Regions from separate parts of the Ovis aries genome. Here region 1 is linked to region 2. Evidence: chromatin contacts called from public Hi-C data. All regions are on one chromosome and are shown on one strand. Each heading gives the region's core, a stretch centred on a gene start, on an enhancer-like site or on the middle of the called end of the contact. The rest is flanking DNA. Distances are from core to core; before and after follow the strand shown.

Region 1 (2,878 bases), core at 50-2,549, 140 kb before region 2:
AAGTGCCTGTGCCCATTTTAGCATCCACAACACTTTGTTCACAGAGCTGTAAACTTTTTTTTTTTTTTTTTTAAAAGAACACCTAGTGTATGTCAAATTATGGATGTGGCGCTTTGTGTATCTTCCTCTCCTTGTTGAACACTTAACAACTCTTCCGGGAGAGTGGATATTCGTATTATTTCCTTTTTTTTTTTCAGATGAAGTTCAAAGAGATCAGGAAACTTGACTAAGGACTGGCTGCTGGGGGTAGGGGAGAGCCATTTTGAAATCTGGCAGGCCTACCACCCCTCTTTTGGTCAGGCTCGAACCCAGAGCTGGGTTCAAACAGAGGAGAAGGTAGTCAAACGTCACCAGCCTCTGATGTCAGGCAGCTGTGTGGCCTTAGGCATTCGGACTGCAGTGGCCTCTAACCTGAAGAGATCTTTCCACTACAGACCACATGATTTGCAGGGCCTGGCAATCTGCGGGCTGCAGGGCTCAGTTTTGACCATTTCTAAAACCGAGTGCAGGTGGGGGAAGCCAGCCCAGGAGCCAGGAGCAGTTAACTAATTTACCACGCCCTCCCTGGCTCACTGTGTACCTTACCCGTCTGGTCTGTTTCAATATCTGTACGCTTTGCAAAATGCCAAATGTACAACACAGAGCCTGCTCCCAGGGGAAGAGGGAGGAAACCTAGGTTTGTCTACACGGAGCCCCCACCCCCAGGGTCCACTATGCAAGAACTGGGGAAGAATCTGGGTGTTTATTAGCTCATTACGTCTCGCTCTCTGCATTATCAGCAGTTCGTGGGGAGAGGCCTTTGACAGCATTCAAAGTGGGCTTCTCATAGACGCCGCAGACCCAGGGCAGGCTTCCTCCAGAACACGCGCCTGGCCGGGGGTGGGGGTGAGGGTCCAAAAGGAGGGTGGTGGCGGAGAAGGGGGGTGCAGGCGGAGACGGCGGGGGGGTGGGGGTGTGCAGGAACCAGCCAGCGCCACCTCAACGCAGGGCCCGCGCACGCCCTCCCGCCCGCGCATCCTGCGGCGCCGGCCTGGGCGGCGGAGGAAGCCGAGCGCGTCGGCGGCCGCCGCGGGCTAGCACGGTAGACGGTCCCGTGGTCACCGAGGGTGCCTCCGGCGTCCCCACCCTTCCCCGCTGCCCCCGCGGCTGCCGGCCTGTCTCCGCCCCCCTCCCCGCCTCTCCGCCGGCCGGCAGGTAAAGCCGCTGAGGCCGCGGAGTAGGTGCGCTGGGATGATCTCACCCGCGCGCCCCGCGCCTGCAGGAGGAGGAGGAGGAGGAGGAGGAGCGGGAGCAAATCCAACTTCCGGGTAGCGAAGCCGCCCGCCAGCGGCATCTTGCTTTTTTCTTCCCCCCGACCCCCTACACCCCTGCTGCACCCCCTCTCTTCTCCCTCCTTTCCTTTTATTCCCGGCCCCACCTGCCAAAATGAACAGCTCGGAAGAGGAGAAGCAGCTGCAGCTCATCTCCAGCCTGAAGGAGCAAGGTAGGCGGGCGCGTAGCTGCCAGGTGCTGGCGGTCGCGGCCCGTGGGCGGGGATGGCTCTGGGGCGCCGGGTGCGGAGCGGGTGGAAGCTGGGCGGGAGGGGTCGCGGCCGCCACCGCCACCGTCACCGTCACCCCTAGTAGCTCCGTCACCCCGGGGAGAGGCGTCCGCCGCGCCCCCCGCGCTTGAGCCCCGGGGCAGAGGGTTAATGTGCCTGTGCCTGGAGGGTCGCGCCGGGCCGTGCGGGAAGCGCTTCCCCGTTGGTGGCTTTAGCTGGAGATGGGGGTTTAGGGAAAGGGACGGGGGTTCGGCGCGGACACGGCCCCACGGTCCCCCCAGTGCCACGCGGGAGAGGCGAGTGGGGCTGGTTGTCGAGGAGAGGGCGCAGTGTGGGCAGCTCCGCTGGCGTGTCTCCGTGGCCGCGGCCCCACCCTTGCACATTGGCGCTGGGAGGCCTGCCGCGCGGTTTGACAGCCTTTCTCCAGCTTTTCATTCTGGTTTGGCCTAGTTCCTCTTTCCTTCCGCAGCTGGGATTTGCAGGCCACGGTGTGCTTTATCGCTTCCCATTTCTAGCAGTGGATTCGACAGTGAGGCCGCACCCTGATGGTGTAGGGCTTCTTGATTTAGGACTTGGCTCTGGTTCGCAGAAAAGCCAGGCCTTGTAACCTGCGTTTCTACACTGCCGGGTAACTAGATGCAGAACTGTTTTAATATCCTAAGAAGTAACAGTTTTAGTCAGTCGTTTTCATCGCTTCGCCACACGTCTGAACAAAGCCAAATTAAGATCCATGTGAACCGAACACCTTTTCAGCTTAAAATGATTATGTCCCGACCAGAGGTCCCTGAGAATGCAGGTCAAGAAAGAGAGAAACCATACAGATTTAGGAAGTAAAAATGTGTGGGAACATACTTTTTTTTTCTGAATAACTTGCTGACACGACCAGGTCGTGGAAGGGGCCCGGCTCTGTGGTGAATCCTGGTGTTTAGTCCCAGCTTTTTCACTTCTCTTGACTCAACTCACCAACTCTGTGAACTTGGGAGAGTCACTTCTCTTTTATAGATCTTATGGTTAATCAAGGCTTACTTGACTACAGGCAGGAGCTAAACCAGATGATGTCATGAGATCTGTCCAGTACTAAGACCTGTTGCTCCCTGAGATCACAAACAAGCTGTTTGTAGGGTATATGGATCCCTTTGGGGTCCACATTCCTGAAAACAAATCTCATCATGACTGTTTAGTAACTGGGTGACCTTGGGGAAATTATTTCAGTTCAGTTCAGGTGCTCAGTCATGTTCGACTCTTTGCGACCCCATGGACTGCAGCACACCAGGCTTCCCTGTCCATTGCCAACTCCCTGAGCTTGCTCAAACTCATGTCCATCGAGTGGGTGATGCC
Region 2 (2,735 bases), core at 205-2,704:
CTTATTCATCGTGAGTGTCCACTATGCACTCTGCTAGGTACTAGGGACACAGGCCTGGTTTGATTTCTGTCATTCACAATGTTCCTTGAGAAACAATTCTAAATTCACTGGGATACGGTTCCTTTATTTGTAATACGGAATCATAAGGTTTACTTCACCGTGGTCCTAGGGATGAAGTGATATCACAGTAACCACATAACACAAGGTGCGTCGATAACACCCCCCCCCCATTTGATGTATTGGCCAAGACCGAAAAAAACAAATATTTGTGGAACATCCCCTATATTAACTGCCCTGACAAGATGTGATTTTGAACCCTGTAGACACATTGCTTCTTCACTGCACTTACATTCTCCGCTTGGTGTTGTCTTTCTGCCTCACTGTAGTGCGAACCCCTACCAGTTCCAATCCTGATACCTTTCAGAAGGTGGGTGTTGGTTAGTACTTACGAGTTTGGAAGTGAGAAAACGCCTGCCTTTGTTTCAACTGCCCACGGCTTTAAAACTAAATATGCACCAGATGGTGCGCTGAGCAGAGGAGCTAAGGGGTATGTGAAAAGACGAACCCCCGCCCCGCCGCCCCCACCCCTCTCCACAGGAGCTCACAAGCTGCCTAAGGAGGGTTTCAACACAAAATAGGGGATGCTACAAGGCCGCTGCAGGACGATCAGTCCAGGGCGAAGGGGGGCAAGACTTTGATCTGAATTTGAAGTTTAGGTGAGAGCTGGTCAGGTGAGACCGGCATCCCCGGAGCGCACGCGGGGCCCACAACTCAAGGAGCCGAGGTTTGAAATCGACCGAAACTTGGAAGCGATGGGAGCCTGCTGGGTACGAGGCCCCAGGGTGGGCTGAAGGCTACGCTGTAGCGAAAGCCAACGGCGTTCGCTCCGTGGTCAAAAGGAGGCCGCTGAAGGTTGGTAAACTGAGCTATGAGGTATAAAAGACTGTGATTAAAGGAGAAAACTGGCAGCCGGACAGGTCCGCCCCGAGGTAGTGAGGATGCCTGCCAGCCCCTGAGCTGTCGCGCCGTAGCTACAAATCCGCCCAGAGCCCTCCTTCCTCCAGCAGTTTCCAGTCCACCACTTTCTTCCTCGAGATTCCTTTAGCCAGGTTTCCACTCCGCTTCTTCCCTTCAGGGTACCGGCGCCGCGTCAACCCAGCCGGGTCCCAGCGGCGGCGCGCGTGCGCGACTCTGCGGCGCAAGCGCCCCGCGTTGCCGCAGCGCAGGGCGGGGGGAGAGAGGCTGGAGGGAAGAGGGTTCTGGTCCCAGGTCCCTACCAGGTGCCCGTAGACGTCGGCAGGCTGGAGGTAGAAGGTGGAGTTGAGCAGCTCTTCCAGCCTGCGCGGAACGTCGTTCTCGCGGTAATACTCCATCGCCTGCTGCTTCAGCTTCTGCAGCTCCCTAGTGGTCCCACAGCTGCGGCCGCCGCCTTCTTCCCCCATGGTAGGAGATTTAAGGCTACAAGCGGGGGTTAGCCTGGGGGCCCGCGAGCGTCCTCCCTGTCGCTAGGCAACGCAGCGAGAATCCCGACCTCAGATCTCGCGAGGCTTCCTGGCTTGGGTTCTTCCCGCTTGCGGCAGACGCGAATGGCTCTTGCGCCCTCCTCTTTCCCTATCCCTGAGGTTTTGACCCCCCCGGGTTTTGGGCTTATTTACTCTTGAGACAAGCGCCGACCTGGCGTCGTTTTCCAGGACGTGTTTCCCTGACGGTTTTCAGATGGGAAAACGGTTAACACTCTCACGAAGCGCTTTTTGCGGAGACGTGAGAGAGGGTTAGCCCCTCCGCTTCCAGCTGGGGACTCGAACCCCGGGTGGCGCCAGTTCTCAGGTGGCCCTGGGACTCGGGCCATCAGGCCTTCCCCACTTTCCCCCTCGTTCCTCGCGATCAGGGAGCTCTTCCGGGCCGGGCGGCGGCCTGTGCCGGCCCCCTCTCCTGTGGAGGGTGTAAGAACGCTGGGTGTCCTTCCCTAAGCTGTAGAGGACTCCGCAGTTCCTTCCTTCGGCTGATGTTTACCTGCCCTGAGCCGAGCAGTGTGCTGGCTGTGGATACCGCGATGTCCAGCAGAGAACCGGCTACTCGCCCTTCTCTGGGAGATTAGTGAGGTGAAATTTTACCGTAGAAGGAAGAACAGTGCCCCCCCCCCCCGAATTTGGGATGTACCTTAAGGACCGGGCGTAGGGTGGAGGTGTTAACAGGCAAGACTTGAGGAGGAGAAGCAGGAATGGAGAACTGTCATTGGGTCACGTTCCTTCTCCAGAACCTTCTTCAAAGGCTGCCTGCGTCCTGCCCCTTTTAAATCCAGACTGCCTGCTTGGCTTCATTACACCTGCCAGGTGTCACATGCACTTATACAGCTTCTTAGTGTGCGCCCTCTGTTCTAGATTCTTCTGTTGCAGATAAGGGCTGAGATGGACCCGGTGTCCTTGTTCCCCTCTGTCCTTGTACCTGGCCTAAGCAGACCATTCAAAACATTCATCCTGCACTTTTGCTCGTCTGGAAAACAATCTTAACTACTCTGCTACTAACTACTAACTAATCTTAACTATTCTAACTCACAAGTCAGAATAAAATGAGAAAGTGAGTGAGAAAACACTTTGAAACAAGATAGTTATTTGCAATAGAGGTCGTTATTTGTATAAAAATAAAGTGATTTTATAAATATTGTTAAAGAACCCAGAGGTGTATCTCCTTCTGAACTCTGGGTGTTTTCTCCAGTTCTCTAATGCAGGAGTCCC

Evidence for each region. A called contact is a pair of places that touch in the nucleus more often than the background predicts.
Region 1: a contact with region 2 is called in a Hi-C map of hypothalamus, with 2.6 times the contacts expected there. The contact joins the promoter of SHTN1 here to the promoter of ENO4 in region 2. A contact is called at or near these places in 2 of 16 Hi-C or Micro-C datasets (hypothalamus and liver).

The regions. Positions count from the first base shown.
Region 1 is chr22:36,916,102-36,918,979 of ARS-UI_Ramb_v3.0, reverse strand. SHTN1 (shootin 1) reads left to right here and starts at 1,299. Exons shown (of 15, transcript XM_015103436.3): 1 at 1,299-1,483. The coding sequence starts at 1,426.
Region 2 is chr22:36,772,954-36,775,688 of ARS-UI_Ramb_v3.0, reverse strand. It overlaps ENO4 (enolase 4), which reads right to left and starts at 1,454. Exons shown (of 12, transcript XM_060404740.1): 1 at 1,278-1,454. The coding sequence starts at 1,442. HSPA12A (heat shock protein family A (Hsp70) member 12A) reads left to right here and starts at 1,287. Exons shown (of 13, transcript XM_027960462.2): 1 at 1,287-1,443. The coding sequence starts at 1,441.